Regions from separate parts of the Mus musculus genome. Here all the other regions are linked to region 4. Evidence: chromatin contacts called from public Hi-C, HiChIP or PLAC-seq and promoter capture Hi-C data. All regions are on one chromosome and are shown on one strand. Each heading gives the region's core, a stretch centred on a gene start, on an enhancer-like site or on the middle of the called end of the contact. The rest is flanking DNA. Distances are from core to core; before and after follow the strand shown.

Region 1 (2,753 bases), core at 4-2,503, 1.1 Mb after region 4:
TAAATAACCCTAATAAAGCTTACTGGGTCACCAAGCTGGACTTGGGTGATATCTGTAATTGGATCTCTCGTGGGTTCCTAAACTGGGGTGAGTAAACGTGTGTGTTGTATCTCCTCAGGAAAAGTTGGTCACACAACAACAGCTAACCCAGCTAGCTGGGACCATGGGCAGCCTGTGACCAGAGCAATAGGGCCCTGTTCTGAGTCCAGTTCCTGCCCGAGCTTTCAGAGGGAACACGACCATGCAGGCTTTGAACTCCCAAGCCCTTGTGGGCCTACCTTCTACAGTGCAGTCCCTGCTCCTGTTTCTCCTATTCTGCTGCTTAGGGAGCTTGTGTCAAGTGCCCAGCTTCAGATGAATGAATGAATGCATAGTGGGAGGAACCTAAGAGCAGGAGCCCTGCCTCGCAAGCATCTTTCCTCCCATTAGCCCCATAGCATTCTATCTGGACCACTGGACTCCCCTGTGTGAGCTTGGCTACCCGTCCCCACAGTCAGCTGGTCCCAGGATCCCAATCTAAGGAGTGTAGACTTGAAATAAGTCAGGGGAACAGGGATTCCTGGATCCCATGGTTAGGGCAATCCTGATCTGTGCCTGTGTCCACAATGTAACAATGGAGGGAGACCCTGTCTCTAGAAAGGGTCTCTAGTCTGTTCAGGTTGGACACTGGAATTCATGATCTCTTTCTTTACAAGTTCCTAGTTCTTGCATGCCCACCCTGGCTTCTCCTCAAGTCACAGGCTGCTTCTTTACCACCCTAGAGGACTCGTGTCCCAGCTTCAGCTTCCAGACTTTTCTATCTAGTAGGCATACCGGTACTACTTTGTAGTTAGGGGAAATGACACACAAAGACCAAGTGTCAGGTACACCGTATTTGCACCAACACACGTATTTATCTAAAATATCGGTGTTATCGTGGCACTGCCGGGCAAAGGTGACAGTGAGGTGACAGCCTCTATTGGCACTTGATCTTCACAACCAGCTCTGCAAAGTTCTTAGTGAGATGTGATATTGTCTCTTCTGGTGATGGGGAAAGAGGGCGTTCCCATCTTGCATTTTCCGCGTCCTCCAGCAGAGGGGCGGCGGCGGGCTAAGCGTCCGGCTAAACAGCGGGCTTTGATGCCCCGGGTGCGCGCGGCAGCGGGGAGGGGGGCAGGAGGCGGGCCGCCGGAGGGGCGGGGTGTGTCCGGCCGCGAGGTCCCTCCGCCCCTGGGTCCCGTCGCCACACGCTGCCGAAGGTCTGGACCAGACGACTTTTCCTCCCTGTTGTCCCTGGCCTTGTCCGGAGTCGGGCTCATACCATGTCGGTCGCACTCAGCAACAGGTTCCAAGGTAGGCGCCTGCTGTCCCCGCGCTATCCCGCGCCGGACGTCCCTGGGTCGCCACCTGTGTGCGCTGTGCGGCGCGCGCGGGAACTCGGAGGGGGCGCGTGGCCCGGTTGGTACCCTAGCTTCCCCGCCGACTCTTTGTCTCCCGCAGGAGGGAAGGCGTTCGGTTTGCTCAAAGCCCGGCAGGAGAAGAGGCTCGAGGAGATCAATCGGGTAAGCCGCGTCACTGTGTGGGACAGCGTGTGGGTCCCATGTGCCGCACTGTGCCACCCCTTCCCCCCAGACAAAATCAGCCCCTTCCTCCCCTACCCCTGGCCTTCTGCAATTGCATCCCTGGCCCCTGCTGTGTGGCCTCCAACTCCAGGTAAGTCCATTCCACCCCTTAGTTCTCTGCCTGGCGTCTCCAGTTGCAAGTTGTAACTCTCGACCAGGGAGGTGGGGCGGGTGAGGGAGCCGGCTGGGGACCACCTAAGGGGTTTGGCGCCAGGAGAGACCCCAGGGCCAGTGCTGTCTCCATAGACCCGCAGAACTTAACACTAGGAGCTGGCTAATGCTGGCATTTCCTTGTTGCCTCCCACCTCCAACTCTAACACACAGCTCTTTGCACCAGCTTTTAGAAAAGTTGCCCAAGGGACTGTTTTTTTCTTCTATGCTGGTCCTGGTCCTGGGGAAGTTCTAGAAAGAAATCCTTCCGCTGCTGCCAGAGACACAATAGCAGCTCCGTACGTTTGCTACTGAGCGTGTAGATCCCAGGAGATAAGAAACGGTGTCAGGGCCTCCTGGATTGGCAAAGCACAGAGGTGGCACAGCCTGAGGCTTTAGGGTTCCCAGGATCTGTGTTCAGATGTGACTGGTGTCTCAGTAAGAGCTTCTCGCTTCCTGCAGGGTCACTTTGTGGGCTCAGGAAAGTAAGGAGCCTACATCTTCTGGGGTCCAGCGCTAGGGAGACAGCCCGCGAAGTTAGTTTCTCTCTCTCTCTCTCTCTCTCTCTCTCTCTCTCTCTCTCTCTCTCTCTCTTTCTCTCTCTCTCTTTTCCTCTACAGTGGAGACTGAACTTAAGATTTTCTCCATGCTAGACACTCTACCCTAGAGTTATTAGTACATTGGGGCTGAGGTATGCCAATTGATATAAGGGGAGGCATTTCTTCTTATTTGCCCCTTTGGTCCCTGGACACCCAGAGTGACAAACTCCAGGCCCCTGTCGAGGAGCTAGCTGGTAGGGTTAGCACACTAGAGGTAACTGGAGGTCGTTGGAGATGCCAGGGCTGTGGTCCTGTTGAAGTGTTTCGACCTAATTCCTTTATTTCCATGGACTGTCTAGACCCAGATAGGTGTCTCTTCCCGTCCACCAGCTCCAGGAGTCCCTGTAGGGCTCTGGGGCCTCTTACTAGGACCCTTCCCTTTTCCCTTGGGGCTTGTCATAGA
Region 2 (2,735 bases), core at 27-2,526, 1.5 Mb before region 4:
GGCCAGCCTGGTCTACAGAGTGAGTTCCAGGGCAGTCAGGGCTACACAGAGGAACCCTGTCTCGAAAAACCAAACAAAAACAAACCAAACAAAAAGAACAAGAACTTATTCTTTTTTTTTTCTTTTAAGATTTATTTTTATTTTATGTATGTGAGTACACTGTAGCTGACTTCAGATGCACCAGAAGAGGGCATCTGATCCCACTGCAGATGGTTGTGAGCCACCATGTGGTTGCTGGGAATTGAACTTAGGACCTCTGAAAGAGCAGTCAGTGCTCTTAATCGTTGAGCCATCTCTCTAGTCCCAGGAACTTATTCTTAATTACAAATAAAAACCCTAACTTGCAAGGACTTAACATGAGGCAAATAGAACTTATTCTTTAATTACAAACAGAAACTTTAGCCTGCACAGGACAGAGGAACTTATTCTTAACTGTCTTAACTGCAAACAGATCCCCTAAGCTGCAAGGTCTATTTTCCCTGTTTTGATCTTCCATTAACTTGAAAGGTATATTGTCCATTTTGATGTCACAGTATATATCAATTTGTATCATATATAATCACATTTTGCTTATTTGCTTATACGTTGGTAGATATCTGGCTCCTTTCACACTTGACTATAGTGAATGAGGTTGCGGTGGATATGGAAGTACAAACATCTCATTTAGACACTGCTTTCAATTCTTTTGGACACATACCATAATTTCTATTATTATTATTATTGTTAATTTACTTTTTGGACACAGGTCCTCATGTAGCCCAAATGTTTTCTATTTCCTTTTAAGTTTCATAAAGAAAAACGTTTTGAAACTATATAGAATACCTTGCTGTTTCGAAAAAACATCAATTGATTCATACCTTAACCAATTATTTAGGCTGCCAAGTGGCAGTTTTCTTGTATCACTCTGCCTTCATTTATGTGTTGGCATTTTACTACAGGTAAGAGAGTTCTTCCCCTTTATTTATGAATATGGACTCATTCATGTACTCTGGGGACATTTTATTGTTTTGAGAAATTCCTATGTGACTGTTCAAATTTTGGAGATACACAGTGGGCTTCTGCATTTCTTTGTCATTCACTATTAAGCAAAAGGAGAGGACAAAATGACTTCCCTAGATGGAGATCATAACTTGTGGTCAACTCTCTCATTCAGTCAGACTGGCGCTGTTTTTCCAAGTTCGCTAGAGCTTCCTGGATGGGAGCCACGTCGCAAACTACACATCCCAATACCCTCCTAGGACAACGTCATCACGAAGCGCCGCGCGCCGCTCAGGCTGTGGACTCTGGAAAGCCGGCTGTGACAGCTGCAACATGGCGGACGTGCTGAGCGTTGGTGTGAACCTGGAGGCCTTTTCGCAGGCTATTAGCGCCATCCAGGCGCTACGCTCTAGCGTGAGTAGGGTCTTCGACTGCCTTAAGGATGGCATGCGCAACAAAGAGACGCTGGAGGGCCGCGAGAAGGCCTTCATCGCGAACTTCCAGGACAACTTGCATTCCGTCAACCGGGACCTCAAGTAGGTACTGGCTGAAAGGATCGGGGTTGAGGACCCTTCTGGCACCTGTCCCGCCCGGATCCCGCGCCAGTCTGCCCAGTCACGGGCCTCTCTCCTTTATTCACAGTCCGCTGTCACTTTCGCTCATCTCCCGGTCCTAGTCAGCCTCTCAGGGACTCCTTGTCTCCCGTCCCGTTACCTAGTATTCATTCTGTTGGCCATTTCGTCCTGGTTGTCATCTGTGGTCCTCGGTTCCCGCTGTAGTGGTCCTATCTGATGAGGAAACCTCTTCTCAGGAACTTCCACCTCGTCGATCTTATCAGACCTTTTCCTTGGGCTCCATCACATCGGGCCAGTCTCCCCATCAACACTGTCCCAGGCCCAATTACGTACCTCTCGATCCGATGAGCTCCAGTTCCCATCCTCAGAGCCTAGAATTCATCAGTTCCACCTCACCTCATTCTCAGACTACCTCCGTTACCTTTGCCTCTTTCCATTTCCCCTCCGAAGCCACCTGCTCCTCACTGCCAGTCACCATCATTCCTTTTGTTTAGCTCTTTTCTCGAGAGATACAGTCTTACATCTATTAGGATGTTTAAGAGGAAGAATTTATTTAGGTTCAGTTTCAGAGGACTCAGTTCACTACAACGGGAAAGGAATGTTTGAGCAGGTTAACCCCTAATAATTGGGGATTACATATTTCCCTCACGGGACTCCTTTTACATCATTAGTGTATTAAGAGTTTGCTGAGAAGACATTACTCAGATGCCATGCATAGAAGGCACTTTGGATTTTGAGACAGGGATTCTCAGGGTAACAGTCTTGGTTGTCCTGGAATTCAATTTGTAGACCAGGATGGCCTCAAACTCACAAGAGATCCTCCTGCCTCTGCCTCTCTGGATTAATCTGCTGGGATTAAAGGTGTGTGCCACCACACACAGTTTAGTAGGCATGTCTTCTGTGCCTGAACTTGTGTTTTCTTCCTGTCTTAGAAATTAGAATGGAAGGACTTGAGGTCTCCCCCCCCCCCCCAGACAGGGTTTCTCTGTATAGCCCTGGCTGTCCTGGAACTCACTCTGTAGACCAGGCTGGCCTCAAACTCAGAAATCTGCCTGCCTCTGCCTCCGGAGTGCTGGGATTAAAGGCGTGCACCACCACGCCCGGCTTGGATTTGAGCTTTTTACTTCTGAAATTGAGCATTTGGTGATCTGGTCAGGTTGGGTTTCCTCTCTTCCACCTCAT
Region 3 (2,700 bases), core at 154-2,653, 1.7 Mb before region 4:
CAGACAGATGTGAACTGCAATGTGGCGCTAGAAAATTAACTCTGGGTCCTCTGGAAGATCAGTAAGTGTTCCTAACTGCTGAGCTCTCGCTCCAGCGTCAGACTTGTGTTTCTTACACTCAAGAGTAACTTAGCATTTATGTCCTTTCACGAATAAAGCATGGTATATTGCTGAAGTCTGAAATCTGGGTTACGAATTCTGCCAGGATCTGTATCATCAGGGACAAGGAACTGCGGGTAGTTTCTATCATTTCCCCTCATTTCTGAAAATTTCAGTTAGCTATCAAGAGTCTTGTTTAAAAAAAAACTATCATAAATGTGTTACTTTAAAAACCATGCATACATATAGTGCTTCTAGTTTGAAACCACTTTCTGCAACTTTGATTTTGATAGAAACCTTTGACGAAATGAAAAAAAAGGGGGGGGGGAGAAAATAACGGTCAGCTTCAACTGCCGCTTCCTGATTGGCTAAAGCCCCTCTAACGGTCATCTGCTGCCTTATAAACCACACCCCCTTTTCTGGAACGTTCCTTAGAGCTTTACCCTCGTGCTTCAGGCGCTGGCTTCTCATTCTGCGTTAAGGTTCTCCAGGGTAGGAAGGTCTCTGACCCACCTGCCACCTCTAAGAGCCTTGTTCTTTTCTGTGGCGTTGGCAATGGAACCCAGTGTTACAGTGTGACAGGTGAGTGCTCCTGAGTTACTTTCTTGCACACTTTCCTTTAAAAAAAAAAAAAAAAGGAAAAAAAAAAAAAGAAAAAGAAAGAATGTTAACTTTTAATTTTTGGTTAATTTAGGCCTCCAAATCGCTGACCTCCAGGTCTGGAGTTGAAACCTCATCACACCCTTTCCTTTTTAAAAAAAAGAATTATTTTAATTTTAAAATTTTGGTGAATGTAATGTAGGCCTCGAAATCGCTTTCTGTACGAGGCTGGCCTTTGGGCCTGGATGCGCTGGCTTTAAGCCTTCTGAGTACAGGGACCACAGGCTGCCGGGCTTGTAAAGTGATTTGTTTTTTTCCTAAATTCCGTTTTTGAGGAGGAGAGGTTTTGGGCCACCCAACTGTCCTTTGGGAAATCTGACATGACTGTGTTCCATTATCGGAGCCTGTTCTGGGTCGGAAACGGGCAGAGCCCTCGACTTGGGGCGCCCTTGCAGAATCACGCACACATTTTATTGTTTAGGTTTCGGACGGAAACGTGACAGACGTCGCGGACGTTGGGGAGCGGAAGAGCCCAAAGGGAACCAGCAGGTAAGCATCTCCCCGAAGAGGGTCGGGGAAGGGGCGGGGTGAGAAAGGGGGCGGGACGAGGAAAGGGGCGGGGACAGGCTCCTCGGCTAATTTACCGCTCCTTTGGACGGGAGTCCTTGATTGGTCGGACTTACCCCCCTCGTTCCGGAAGTGACGCCACTCAGCGGTCAGGCCGGTTGTTCCCCGCTGCTGCACTTTCCACCTCCCGTCCGCCCCCATGGTCCGCCCCCTTGGTGTACCACAACAAGCCGGCTCTGGCGGGGGCGGGCTGAGGGCGGGGTCCGCTCTCGCGGCAGCGGCGGGTTGGGCGTTGGGCGTCGCCTTGCCCTTCCGTCTGCTGTTCTAGCGGGGGGCATGGAGGTGGGTTAGCGCGCTGCAGCCGGGCCTAGCCGGGGTGAGACGCGCCGCGGACAAGCCGCGAGCGGGCGAACGAGCAGGAGAGGAGAGCGCGTGCGCGGTGAGGGGCGCGCGGCTTACTGCCGTTGGGAACTTGCGCGCGGCCTGCGGGAGCGGGCGCCTGCTGTGACCCTTCTGGAGAGCTGCGTTTGGTGAGAGCGGCGGCTTGCCGCTGCTACCAAGGGCGGGCAGCGCTTGGTGTTTCCTGCAAGCGAGGCCCGCCCCCGGATCTCTGCTGTTCTGGCATCAGCACCGCCGGCCCTGGGCAACGATGTACAGCGAGGACCCTTAGCTTCGGGGCGAGGGAGGCCTCCCGGGTAAGGATCCGACCCTCTGTCCTGGCGTCGCTTCCGCATGGGCACCCGGACGCCCTCCCCGCCGTACCAGGCGTTGCGGTGTGGACAGCCTCCCGTACGCCCACAGCGGATGTGATCAAGTGCCTATTTGGCCCCTGGAGGAGAACAGTCCCTAGGGAAGTTGGGGGGGGGGATCAGTGTTAAGCCGTTCCCCCCAGTAGTGTGTGGATCTAACCTGACCTAGGTAACTCATTAGATGACACAAGGCCCAGGTGAGATGCATAATGTAAGGGACATTTTATCAGTTTTTATTTTAATTTCAGAAATGTTCTTTTTGGGGGCCAAAGTGTGAATCTGTCTGAATGCAGAGCCACATCTCACAGATAAGCCCAGCAATCACAAAGAGCATCACTTCTCTGTAGGACCTTGGTCAAGGTAATTGTCTTATTAAACAATAACTTCTTTTTTAGTTATTTGATAAGTACTAGAGTTAAAAATGTGGCATAGATCCATACCTTGACATGCCCTCTTCTGGTGTGTCTGAAGATAGCTACACTGTACTCATATAAATAAAACAAATCTTTAATTTTTTTTTTAAAATAAGTCTAATGTGTGCAGTAACCTCTGGCAGCATTTTGTTAGGAATTTTTGGAGGTAGGTCAGGTGAGGCAGAGAGATTAGACTTAGTAATTCGGGCAAATGATGAAAGAATAGGAAGACTCAAGAAAGGAGGAGTGCTAGACTCAGATGCAGCAGAGGA
Region 4 (2,727 bases), core at 109-2,608:
CCCACTCTGCAGAAGGACAGCAGCTGCCCGGGTCAGGCCCAGCTCAGCCATCTTCAGCAACGCATTGCTCACGCCTTCCTGGTAGAATGGAGAGTGAGCCTTCTGCTCCAGCAGCTCCGTGAGGACCAGGATCCGGCTCTCCTCGCTGGAAGCAGAACTGTGCACCAAGAGGCAGAACAGAGAAAGTGGGAACTCACGGGGGCCAGTGGCCCTAGCCTGTGTGCCCTTTCACAAGCATCCACACAAGCTGCGCATGCTCTGTGGGGCACAACTCTTTCTTGGTCAAAAGCATTAAGTGATTTCAAAGCCATCCTTCAGCATGCTGTCAAAGTGCTGGCTCTGCCCCATCTTCTCTCACACCACCTTGAGGGTAGCCCTAAAGCTCTCACCCTTCCTAGACAAAACTACCTACTAAGTGCATCTTGGGCCTGGACGCTGTTCCATATGTTACCCCAGCTCTGACAACGGCCCAAACACCACCTTCAGAGTCACCTGGCCACGACGCGCCTTACTTGCTCTTCGCCCTAATCTCACCCACCAGACCTCTTGCAACAGGTGGGCCCTAAGATCTGACCAACGCCCGGACACAAAACGCTTATCTGGGGCAGCCCTCCTAAATATGCTGGGCTCCGCCAAAGGAGGGCAGTAGCGCCTTGTTGTGCAGCCCTGCGGCCCCGCCTCCGAGTTCTTAAAAACGCCTGGCACTGCATTTACAGAGTAGGCCGCAGAGGAAAGGGCTGATGTGGTTTAGAAAAGACATCCTTGGTGAGACTGCTAGCTCCTCTGCCCCACCCTACTCTGCATCTCAGACCGCGATGCCGGTCTGGGTGCTCGCTTGTCTCTGTAGCACAAGCACTCCGAAGGCGTAGCGCTCCGAGTACCCAAGGAGGTCTGCACAGGGCACACGGACCACACCGGCTTGCTTCCCCAGAGGCTCTCGGAGAGGCCTGCTGTCTGCCGAAAGTCCGGTCGGCCCCAGCCAGGACGTCTCCAGCATCCATGCACAGGCAGCAGAGGCCCGGGTCTTCTGCCCTACAAGACACTCCGAGCCCGCCTCAGGCTGGAGCTCGAGCTCGCGGCCACGCAGCTCCCACTCCCGCTGCGACAACCACAGAGGACCGCAGCGACTTACTCATCCAGGGGCTCCTGCCGCTCCAGATCCTGGATGCCCAGGGCGCCAAGGATGGCGTCCACTAGGGGCTGGTACTCAAAGATGATCCTGCGGAAGCCGTGCAAGAACGGCATGGCGTCGGCCGCGTGTTCCGACACCCACAGGCCACCACCTCCCGATCTACCGGTTCAGACCCCGCGCCGGTGAGCAATCCTCCCAGGCCCCAGTTCCGCACCGGAAGTTATCCTACCACTCCTACTTCCGGTCCGTGCGGGCCTTTGAGGGAGCATGTGAGTCACACTGCCCCCTGCCGCCGGGGAGGACCTCGCGGCGATCATCACTGTCCGGCTCCGCCCCGCACTGAAATTCCCCGCGAGGCCGCTGAAGGGCGTCTGAGCTCCGACGGGGCATGCGGCCCCGCTACTGACTGGCTCCAATCCGAGGTGACACAGGCCCTATTCGGAGCCTGAACACTACTTTCTGCAGCCTACTTGACTTTGGCCACTCTCTAAGGAAAGGCTGCAACCACCTCAGTTTCTCCACTGTGTAGACCAAGTGGCGTAATGAGGATCTTGCACCCCAACTCTTCCCCACAGACGCTGGGGGCAGTTCCTTATTCTCTGTCCCTTGACGCCTAGCCAAACAGGCTGCCCACTTTTCCCACTTTTCACTGGAGGGACTCTGTGAACCTTCATGTCCTGATCTGGAAAATTGGCATAATATCACTTGCCTAGACCCTGAGCAGGAGGAAGCTTTGACATAGCAGAAAGGACTGTACCAGGTAGCGTCCCCCTACGCAAATTTGAGTGGCTGCAACTTTGAGTCCTGCGGCAAGGCCCTGATGACTCTAAAAAGGTCAGTTATGGGGAGGTGTCAATGGTCCTGAGGCTGCACCATCATAGGTGTAGCTCCAATCCCTTATGGGGGCTTGTGTTCTCTCTGCTTGGCACCTGCCATCTGCCATAGAGTTACTGGCTTGGAACAAAATTTCTTCTTTGTTTTAACCAAGAGCCTTCCTGCCTCCACTTCTCAAGTGTTGGGATGCTAGGCTTGGTTCCAGGATAGCCCAGGACACCAAACCCAGTGGCCAAGGATCTTACACAGAATGGGTACACAGCTCCTCTCATGACCTATTTCAGCTCTATGGGACTCTGCACCCAACAGAGTAAACACCAGGTTGGTCATTGTTTATTGGGTTGTTAAGGGAATAATGGGGAAAAAATCTGTACAGGGGCTGGAGAGATGGCTCAGCAATTAGGAATACTGGCTGCTCTTGCAAAGGACCTAGGTTCTGTTCTTAGCCTGCCAGGACTACATAGTGAGGCTCTATCTCCAAGAGGGGGGAGGAGTCGGGTGGAGGGTGGCAGGTTACTGGAGAGATCTTGATCAGCCCAGGTTCAGCTCCCAACACCCTCATAGTGGCTCACAGCCACCCATAACTCTAGGCCAAGGGGATCTGGTGCCCTCTTCTGGACGCTGTGGGCACAGGCACAAAAGTGATGCACATATGGCCATGCAAGCAAAACATCCCTATTCATGGGGAAAAAAAAAAAAAAGTTCCCCTTTGGGCCTGGGAGTTGGCTCACCGAGCAGAATGCCTCGAGTTCCATACCCAG
Region 5 (2,700 bases), core at 61-2,560, 1.3 Mb after region 4:
TCTGGGCTCTCCCAGTCCAAGCTTGGTCTGAATTAAACACTAAGAGAGGAGACATAGGGTGGTCCCTACTTCATCTGTCTCAGCTGTATGCAACTGGGATTTGCAAGGAACCCCACATTAAGGGCTCTTGGATACTGGCCTCACCTCAGCCAAGAATGGGGACAAAGGCAGGCCATGGGCTGGGTCCTTTTGAACGAACAAGGACTTTGTTCCATATCACATGGAGTCCCACAGAGCACTGTGAGCAGAACAATTACTCAGCGTTTTACAAACTTCTATTTGAGTGCCTTGCACAACTGTAAGAAGTGGGCACTATGATGCCTGTGTTACAGTTAGAAACCCTAAGGTTCGGGAAAGAGGCAGGCTGAGCGAAGCCTTCCAGCTGATATGAGCTGATGTGAGAGGCTCTGACTCTGGAGCCTGCAGGCCTATCTGCTGTGGCTGGAGACAACAGAACCTGAGTTGGCTTCTTGTCCTTAAGACGCTCTGGGGTGGTCTTTGTGCATAAACTCTGGGTCTTGGACTGAGCGGGACAGACGGACAAATCATAATCCCGATGTGATGAGCCCCGGGCAGTCACTTCTGTCAATCTCCAAGAGGCAGATCTCTTCCCAGTTAATTACCCATCTGTCTAACAGAAGGCCAGTTTCACAACAACCATTTAAATGCACCACAGTTTACAACAGCAAAATCAACACTGTATTTTTAAAAAAGGAGGAGGAGAAGAAGGAAGAAGGAAGAAAGAGAGGGAGAGGGGAGAGAAGGGTGAGGGAGAGGGGAGAGAAGGGTGAGGGAGAGGGAGAGGGAGGAGAGGGAGAGGGGAGAGGGAGGAGAGGGAGGAGAGGGAGGAGAGGGAGGAGAGGGAGGAGAGGGAGGAGAGGGAGAAGAGGGAGGAGGAGGAGAGAAGAAGAAGAAGAAGAAGAAGAAGAAGAAGAAGAAGAAGAAGAAGAAGAAGAAGAAGAAGAAGAAGAAGAAAGAAGAAGAAAGAAGAAGAAGGAGGAGGAGGAAAGAAGAAAGGGGATAGTTGACTTAGCCCTAGAGACCCAACATAGAGTGCTCTCAGTGACATCAAAATTCCCCTACAGTCCCTGGGATTAAAGTACCCACTGCCCAGCCAGGGGAACAAGAGGACCTGGCTATGAAGGATCTGCCCTGGTCAAAGCTGGTCAAAGTGTAGCTGGGAAAAGCAGGTGTTAATTTAGAGTCCATCTCTGCTAGGGCCAGAGACCAGAACGGGAAGCAAAGGGTGAATCAAGAACAATGGACTACATTTCCCAGAGTTCTTCAGAGCCCAAGGACCAGCCATTGGCAGATTTAAATAGCCCAGGCCCGAGGCAGCCAGGCCTCAGCTGTGGATTCATCTGCCTGTCCGTGGCTCTATTGGCGCTGGCCCTGTAAGGGTGGGCTCTATTGACTGCCCAGCTGTCATTGACGTCCCCAACGGAGCCGGGTGGCAGCTGGAGGTAAATAGCCATGTGCAAGTCTCCTCTCTATATTTAACAGCTGCTACAGAGAAGGTGGTGGCTCCTGTCTTCTGGGAGAAGGCCCTTGGAACTGGGCTGGGACTGGCCTTCTCATAGTAAGTGAGGTCACCATGCCAGCTTCCCAGAGCCGGGCCCGTGCCAGGGATCGCAACAATGTCCTCAACCGGGCTGAGTTCCTGTCCCTGAACCAGCCCCCCAAGGGGACCCAGGAGCCCAGAAGCTCAGGTAGGAAGGCCTCGGGGCCCTCAACACAACCCCCACCCTCCAGCGACGGGGCACGGGAGCGTCGCCAGTCACAGCAGCTGCCCGAGGAGGACTGCATGCAGCTGAACCCCTCATTCAAGGGCATCGCCTTCAACTCCCTGCTGGCTATTGACATCTGCATGTCCAAGCGACTGGGGGTGTGTGCCGGCCGGGCTGCATCCTGGGCCAGCGCCCGCTCCATGGTCAAGCTCATTGGCATCACAGGCCACGGCATTCCTTGGATCGGGGGCACCATCCTCTGCCTGGTGAGAAGCAGCACCCTGGCTGGCCAAGAGGTGCTCATGAACCTGCTGCTAGGTGAGTGTGCCCGCGGCCATCTGTCTGTCACCCGGCCCGCCAGGCCTTCTGGGAGCCGGCCCAACCCCTTCCAGGATCATCAGGCTCTGTGAGAAACCAAGGAACTCGTGTAATGAGGCTAGGCAGAAAGGGTGCCCCAGAAATGGACAAGCCTCTAGTGTGGGGAGGCAAGGGCCCCCTGCAAATTGGGGGGGGGGAGCGGAGGGCTGGAGCATGCAGAGGCCAGCAGGCACCTCTGGGAATCAATTCTCTGTACAGGGGTGCTGTCCAGGGGCAGAGTACAAAGAGGTCAAGGGGTGAATTTGGGGGCTCTGCTGAGTGGCCTAGTGTGATGTCTTGGTCAGGTTGTTATTCCTAACCAGTTACAGACACTACTGAACTGACCCCAAATTTTCCCCTCTTTCATGCTCAGCTAGAGACCCTACAAATTGCCTAGGATTCTTCTAGAGTCTAAAGGTTCAAGGGACCCACCTAAGGTTTCCTATTACCCACTCTGAGCCACTTGGAGCACTAGCCCGCTCCTCCCCCTGGGATGCCTTTGGAGAAAGGAGCCTGGTTGTCAGTTTCCTTTGCCAAAGTCATTGCCACTAGCCCTCCAAACCAACACTGCCAGGTTCCAGTTGCCATGTGGTACCCATGTGGAAAGCAAGCCATT
Region 6 (2,773 bases), core at 95-2,594, 1.9 Mb after region 4:
AAAGATGCGTCGCAGGATCTTCTCTGGGGCTTCAGGAACCTTTAGCTTTGGAGTTTTCTGGGAACGGGCACTGTGAGGCTCCTGGAACCAAGCCAGGGGCAGTAAGCTCAGAAGGCCTCAGGAACACTTCCCCCAGGAGCTTTGCCTACTGGAAGAGGTGTGAAGAGGCCTCCTGGTAGAAGGCACACCTAGTCTGGGGTTCAACAGTCCCCCAGGGCTCCAACATTTCTCTAGCCCTGCCTCTCTCCCTGTCCTGTGGTCAAGGTCAAGGAACCACTGCACCCTCTGCTCTCCTCTTGGGCTTTGTCTGCTCTCACCTTGTGCTCTAGCTGCTCATCGTTTTCAGACCCTGCTGCACAAGGTTCCTTGTGACTCCCGCCCTGGGATTCTCACACTCGTCAGGTCACATTGAGCAAGCACTTCACCTGACTTCTTCCCAGGGCTTCTCACCTCTGTGTGATCACCCTTCCCATAGTCACCAGAATCGGGGAACCTATGTCTCATCAGTCCTCAAGTTCTGTGTTTCACTCCTCAAAATCTCTCCACTTGGGCTGGGCACGGTAGTGCATACCTTTAATAACCCCGTTCTAGAGCTAGAGGCAGATGGAGTTCTCTGAGTCTATAAAACAAACAAACAAAACCCCAAAACGTTAAAACAACAACAACCCCCCCAAAAAATCTCTCTGCCCTCTCTCTCCCTTAGGACTGGGAGGCCAGTCACCCTTCTCCCCTACCACACTACAAATGATGACCTCTGACCTCTCCCAGTTCCCCTGAAGGGCTTGACTGGCTCTTCCTCAAGCCCTTCTTGCGGCCCCGACCTCTGCCTCAGCTTTCCCCTTCTCAGCCCTCACCTTGCTTCTGTCTGTCATGGCCAGGTTTCTAGGCTAACTTCTGGGCTAAGCATACTCTGAGGTTCCCTAGCTCCGTTGTTGCTAGGCACCAGGTCCACGATGTCCATAGGCCCCGCCCACTTGGCCCCGCCTCCGAGAGTCACTAGAAACTCAGCAAGGCAAGCCAAGGCCTAAGTCAAGGAAAGAACCTATGGGCAGTGCACGCCGACGCGGGCCAGGGTAGAAACTTAACGAGGTACCAGCCCTCGAGCAAAGGCCGAGCAAAGGCTGAGCCATACAGGGTGACGCGTCGCGGAGGAATGCACCCAGACACTCGCCCGGGCCCGCGATCCACCCACTTCCGCCCCGCAGAGACATGGCGGACGCCAAACCCAGCCTGGATTGGGCGTCGCTGGACATGTCGTGATGCTATTGGCTTAGGGATGCCTGACGTCAAGGGGCGGGGTCCTGGCTGTGAATGGGAGTCGGCACGTTGAAGTCCGGTCTTTTTAGTCCAGGGATGCGGCGGAGTTGGGCCTTGAGCCGGCAGGTTTCCGAGGCTCGGTTCCCCGGGAAGCGGTGGCTGGTGAGTGGGGCGTGGGTGGCTACACAGGGACGCGGGGCTTGGCTCCGCAGCTACGCTTACATTTAAGTGTATGCGTTGTATGCATGTGCCCTGTGGCTGTCAGAGGGCAACTTAGGAGAGGGTTCTTTCCACCATGTGGGTTCTGGGGATCGAACCCAGGTTGTCAGGGTTAGCAGCAACCTTACCTTCGGAACCATCTTTTCGGGATAGTTGTCCCTTTTTCTACTTAGTCAAATAGGCGCAATACTAACTGGCTCCAAACTTTTAGTTTTGCTCTTGCACCAGGGAGCGGCATCCTCTGGCTGGTGGGGCCTCCAGGAGTTCCCAGACCCTTAAGTGCTCCTTCCCAATACTGTCGCTTCTGTTTCCTGGTCAATGTTTTGGGTCCTGAGTGAGTGTTGCCTACAGGTGGCTGGCCTGGGGAACCACGGAATGCCCGGCACCCGGCACAGTGTGGGCATGGCGGTGCTGGGGCAAATAGCAAGGCGACTGGGAGTGGCGGAGAATTGGACTCGTGACTCGCGCTGTGCTGCTGACCTCGCCCTGGCCCCGCTCGGGGATGCTCAGCTGGTACTGCTCCGGCCGCGGCGCCTCATGAACGTCAACGGGCGCAGCGTAGCCCGAGCTGGTGAGTTGTAGGTTTCATGGATAAGAGGGCACAGGGACCAGAGAGAGGGTTCAATTGTGACAAGTGCCTGGTGAGCCCCAATTACTACAGTGAAGGCTTGGGGAAGCCTGTTTACATATGGGGGTTGTTGTGACCCCTCTGAGCAGATATGCAGTAACTAGAGTGTTGTTTCCCTGTGCCAAGCGGAGCTGTTTGGGCTGACTGCGGAGGAGATCTATCTGGTCCATGATGAACTGGACAAGCCGTTGGGAAAGCTGGCTCTGAAGCTGGGGGGCAGCGCAAGGTGAGGCTCTTATGTGCGTAGGTTTGGGTAGGGATGCTGGCCTCTGTTGGAGTGGAGTAAGATTGTTGAGACTATCTATCTCGATAGGCTGGGCTGCTCTGAAGAAGGCCTGGGCAAGGGAATGGAGGAAGGGCACTGCCTCAGAAAGTACTAACTGCTCTTCATATCCCCTCAAGGGGCCATAATGGAGTCCGTTCCTGCATTAGCTGTCTGAACTCCAATGTGAGTCTACCCTTCTGCCCTGCCCTGGGTGGGGGTGGCTAGCATTGACATTGTATCTCACCAATGCATCCTCATTCCCCTGGGACCCTACAGGCAATGCCAAGGCTGCTGGTGGGCATCGGGCGCCCCACACACCCTAATATGGTGGAGAACCATGTCCTGGGCTGTTTCTCCCCGGAGGAGCAGGAGCTACTGTCCCCATTGATGGATCAGGCCACTGA
Region 7 (2,775 bases), core at 158-2,657, 1.1 Mb after region 4:
ACTCATGAGCTTACACACCACCTCCATAAAGGAGTGTGCCACTGACCTCTGCAGAGCACAGAAAGAGGCAGTGGTCTGAAGATCAATCTATGGGAAGACTTAAGAATGACCCTTTAATGGAGGAGTTGGCATATATTTCAAGTTGTGTCTGTTGGTTCCAGGGTTTTTAACCTCTCTAGTTAAGGGCTTAGCTTTCTTGGGACATCGGCTGCCTTATTTCTGAAAAAGACCAAATGTAACTGGTGTAACCAGCAGTTTGGGGATTGCCAAGTATGGCTTTGCCCTGTGACTCAAAAGATGTTTGTAAGGTAGATTTGGGTGAGTGCCATTATTGTGTGCATGTGTGTATGTATGGATGGGATGTGGTCTCCTGCAGACTGAAATAAACTAGAGCAATTTATCAGTGTCTTTGTGTTTCTTGGGGACAGCTCTGGGCTCAGTAAATTCAGAAGAGCTAGCTGACAACAGGTACCAAGTAAATGAGTGTGTCCTGGGTCTCCCATGTCCCAGACAGACAGTTGACGTCATCTGATTAAGCCCAAGACCCAGGTCTACTGTTAGCATTTTACAATGAATAGAGGCTTGCACACATGCAACTTGTTGAGAGACTGCATCTGACAGAATGTGCCCTCTGGAGCTGACCCACCAGCTCCAAGTTAGGAACCTCTTTTATAATTCTACTCCAGAAATGTCTTCAACATCAGTCAGTATACGCAGATCTGAATCTTAACCCTTCCTGGCTGAAAGCTATTGGATAATTTAACTGCTTTGTGTGGAATTCTCTTATTACATATTTTTTTCCAGACAGGGTCCCATGTAACTCAGGATATCTAGAGATTGCTATGTAGCCTAGGAAGACCTTGAATTCCTGACCCTCTAATCCCCAAAAGCTGAGATGATAGCCGCGCACCATTTGCGATGTGAAGTGGATATGGCTTATGATCTGAAACGATTGCCTTGAAAACAGTAAACAAAACCGATCTTTTGTCCCTTTTCCTCTCCGTTTTTAAAAGGGTTCTGCACCGGCACACAGTGCAGTCCACCCGCTAACCGAACCTCTCTGTCCGCTCTTCCCAGCAAAAAAGTTCCTAACTTCTCTAAGTCGGAAGCTTCTAAGAGCCCTGCAGGTAAGTGCTACCGGGAAGCATCGAGAGTCTCAGGAAGGCCGAGCGTGCCTCTCTCTAAGGAAGAAAATTAAATAGCGAGGCTGCGCACGCAGCATCCAAAGGAAGGCGGACTCCGGCCCGCGCCTCATGGCCACACCCACTGCGCGGAACCGGCCAATGGGGCCTTGTGGATTGGCAAGCGCGCGACTTCCGAGCAGCCCTCGACTGCCTCCGAGCACACTAAAAACCGGCCTGGGTGACGTCAGTCACGCGCGCCGGAAACGCGCATCTACCACGCGCCGCGGGCGCTGAGGGAAGGAAGTTGAGGCCTGAGCGGCCTGAGCTGTGTTTGAAAGGCCGCGGGTGGCAGCGGCAGCGCCAGCAGCAGCTACTTGAACACCCTGAAGGCGGCACGATGGGAGACGAGATGGATGCCATGATCCCTGAGCGGGAGATGAAGGTTAGAGCCTGGCCGGGGCCTCCCCGCCTGCGTAGTCCTGGAGTTGCCTTGGAGCCTCGCCTCTGCCGGCTGCTCCTGCAGTTCGCAGGGTCGCGATCGCTCGCCCCACAGAGCGTCCGCAGCTCTGCGTGTCGCGGGCCTGAGTTCCCTGCAAGTGCAGGTACCTGTCCTTGCGTGGGTTTGTCCACGCCTTCTGAGTTACCCCAGGTACTCTGATGGGCTGGTCGCCTTACTGGTGACAGCGATTCTTGTTTATTGAGTGAGACGTACTGTCGCCACCGTCGCTGCAGCCCTTACGACCAGCTTAGAAAGAGGAGCGCATTGAAGCCTTGAAAGCAAATGATCCAAAGTCACGTGGCAAAAGCCTTACATCTCTCTTACGATTTAGGCATGGTCTCTTGTAGCTCAAGGTGGCTTCTGGTCTTGGGCTCTTGTCTCTGCCTCCACCTCCCAAGTGGTGGGATTATTGGTGTGCATTACCACAGTTGGCTTAGACGCTCAGTTCTTATTAGCTCTCTATACTTGAGGGTGGTCCAAACTACCTAAAGTGGAGCCAAGAAACACTATCTGCCTTCAAAACCCCTAGTTAGTAGGAACAGGAAGTCAAGTTTGGCACTGGAAATCAGCTTGAACTCATGAGACTAAAGGAAAAGCAAGCGAACCCTAAGTGATCCCCATGCTACAACTTCTGGATACTGTGTTAATAGTTGGCTTATATACTCTGACAGAATGGAAAGGCAGGGGACCGTAGACAGTTGGAAATGAGTGAGTTGCAGGAAGGTGTTAGCCATTTGTGTGACCGGTGAGTCGCTAAAATGCACATGGGTCGAGTGCTCCATATCATGCTTAGAAACAGTGGCTCTTCCTTGAGTCAGCACATGTGCTGAGCCCGGTAATGGGCAAGCTTCATGTTCCTCAGATATGTTCGGGTAGAGAATTTAGAACCACAGGGCTAATAGCAGTATTTTAATTCCTGCCAAAAGCAGAAAGGAGAGGTTTGGGTTTTGGGTTTGTCTGTTGTGTTTGTTTTGTTTTGTTTTGTTTTGTTTCTTTTGTGTTGCTTCATCACACTGGCCCACCACAAAAAAAGCCACCAAGCCCCAGTGGTACAGTCATGACTATTAGGATGATAATATCAAAAAAGATAGATGATTTGTTTCTTTATGAATGGCCAGTGTGGCCTCATGGGGAAATTTGTGTGAACTTTTA

The links. Promoter capture Hi-C pulls out the DNA fragments that hold promoters and counts their contacts. Hi-C and Micro-C count contacts between places; a contact is called where the count stands out from the background. HiChIP or PLAC-seq counts read pairs in DNA pulled down with a chosen protein or histone mark.
Region 1: an H3K27ac HiChIP or PLAC-seq map of embryonic stem cells shows a contact between it and region 4, with 5 times the contacts expected there. The contact joins the promoter of Aif1l here to the promoter of Asb6 in region 4. A contact is called at or near these places in 1 of 39 promoter capture datasets (liver) and 1 of 115 datasets of contacts at active chromatin or transcription factors (embryonic stem cells).
Region 2: a Hi-C map of B cells shows a contact between it and region 4, with 7 read pairs. The contact joins the promoter of Med27 here to the promoter of Asb6 in region 4. A contact is called at or near these places in 2 of 39 promoter capture datasets (liver and pre-B cells) and 1 of 484 Hi-C or Micro-C datasets (B cells).
Region 3: a FOXA1 HiChIP or PLAC-seq map of pancreatic cancer cells shows a contact between it and region 4. The contact joins the promoter of Setx here to the promoter of Asb6 in region 4. A contact is called at or near these places in 2 of 39 promoter capture datasets (liver and pre-B cells), 1 of 115 datasets of contacts at active chromatin or transcription factors (pancreatic cancer cells) and 2 of 9 other capture datasets (liver and pancreatic islet).
Region 5: a contact with region 4 is called in a promoter capture Hi-C map of liver, with 4 times the contacts expected there. The contact joins the promoter of Plpp7 here to the promoter of Asb6 in region 4. A contact is called at or near these places in 2 of 39 promoter capture datasets (both in liver).
Region 6: a contact with region 4 is called in a Hi-C map of CD4 T cells, with 6 times the contacts expected there. The contact joins the promoter of Ptrh1 here to the promoter of Asb6 in region 4. A contact is called at or near these places in 1 of 39 promoter capture datasets (liver) and 1 of 484 Hi-C or Micro-C datasets (CD4 T cells).
Region 7: a promoter capture Hi-C map of liver shows a contact between it and region 4, with 2.4 times the contacts expected there. The contact joins the promoter of Nup214 here to the promoter of Asb6 in region 4. A contact is called at or near these places in 2 of 39 promoter capture datasets (both in liver), 1 of 484 Hi-C or Micro-C datasets (neutrophils) and 1 of 115 datasets of contacts at active chromatin or transcription factors (regulatory T cells).

What each region holds. Positions count from the first base shown.
Region 1 is chr2:31,949,050-31,951,802 of GRCm38.p6, forward strand. It overlaps Aif1l (allograft inflammatory factor 1-like), which reads left to right and starts at 1,254. Exons shown (of 6, transcript NM_145144.1): 1 at 1,254-1,332; 2 at 1,480-1,541. The coding sequence starts at 1,302. It overlaps Lamc3 (laminin gamma 3), which reads left to right. Exons shown (of 28, transcript NM_011836.4): 28 at 1-34.
Region 2 is chr2:29,345,534-29,348,268 of GRCm38.p6, forward strand. It overlaps Med27 (mediator complex subunit 27), which reads left to right and starts at 1,277. Exons shown (of 8, transcript NM_026896.5): 1 at 1,277-1,514. The coding sequence starts at 1,312.
Region 3 is chr2:29,123,589-29,126,288 of GRCm38.p6, forward strand. Setx (senataxin) reads left to right here and starts at 1,404. Exons shown (of 26, transcript NM_198033.2): 1 at 1,404-1,961; 2 at 2,264-2,375.
Region 4 is chr2:30,826,942-30,829,668 of GRCm38.p6, forward strand. It overlaps Asb6 (ankyrin repeat and SOCS box-containing 6), which reads right to left and starts at 1,359. Exons shown (of 6, transcript NM_133346.2): 1 at 1,133-1,359; 2 at 1-157. The coding sequence starts at 1,245.
Region 5 is chr2:32,094,218-32,096,917 of GRCm38.p6, forward strand. It overlaps Plpp7 (phospholipid phosphatase 7 (inactive)), which reads left to right and starts at 1,311. Exons shown (of 2, transcript NM_145521.4): 1 at 1,311-2,045. The coding sequence starts at 1,595.
Region 6 is chr2:32,774,477-32,777,249 of GRCm38.p6, forward strand. It overlaps Ptrh1 (peptidyl-tRNA hydrolase 1 homolog), which reads left to right and starts at 1,345. Exons shown (of 5, transcript NM_178595.3): 1 at 1,345-1,419; 2 at 1,828-2,047; 3 at 2,231-2,330; 4 at 2,507-2,552; 5 at 2,646-2,773. The coding sequence starts at 1,354. It overlaps Ttc16 (tetratricopeptide repeat domain 16), which reads right to left and starts at 1,157. Exons shown (of 15, transcript NM_177384.3): 1 at 855-1,157; 2 at 572-619; 3 at 1-81. The coding sequence starts at 872.
Region 7 is chr2:31,973,043-31,975,817 of GRCm38.p6, forward strand. It overlaps Nup214 (nucleoporin 214), which reads left to right and starts at 1,408. Exons shown (of 36, transcript NM_172268.2): 1 at 1,408-1,566. The coding sequence starts at 1,522. Aif1l (allograft inflammatory factor 1-like) reads left to right here. Exons shown (of 6, transcript NM_145144.1): 6 at 1-400.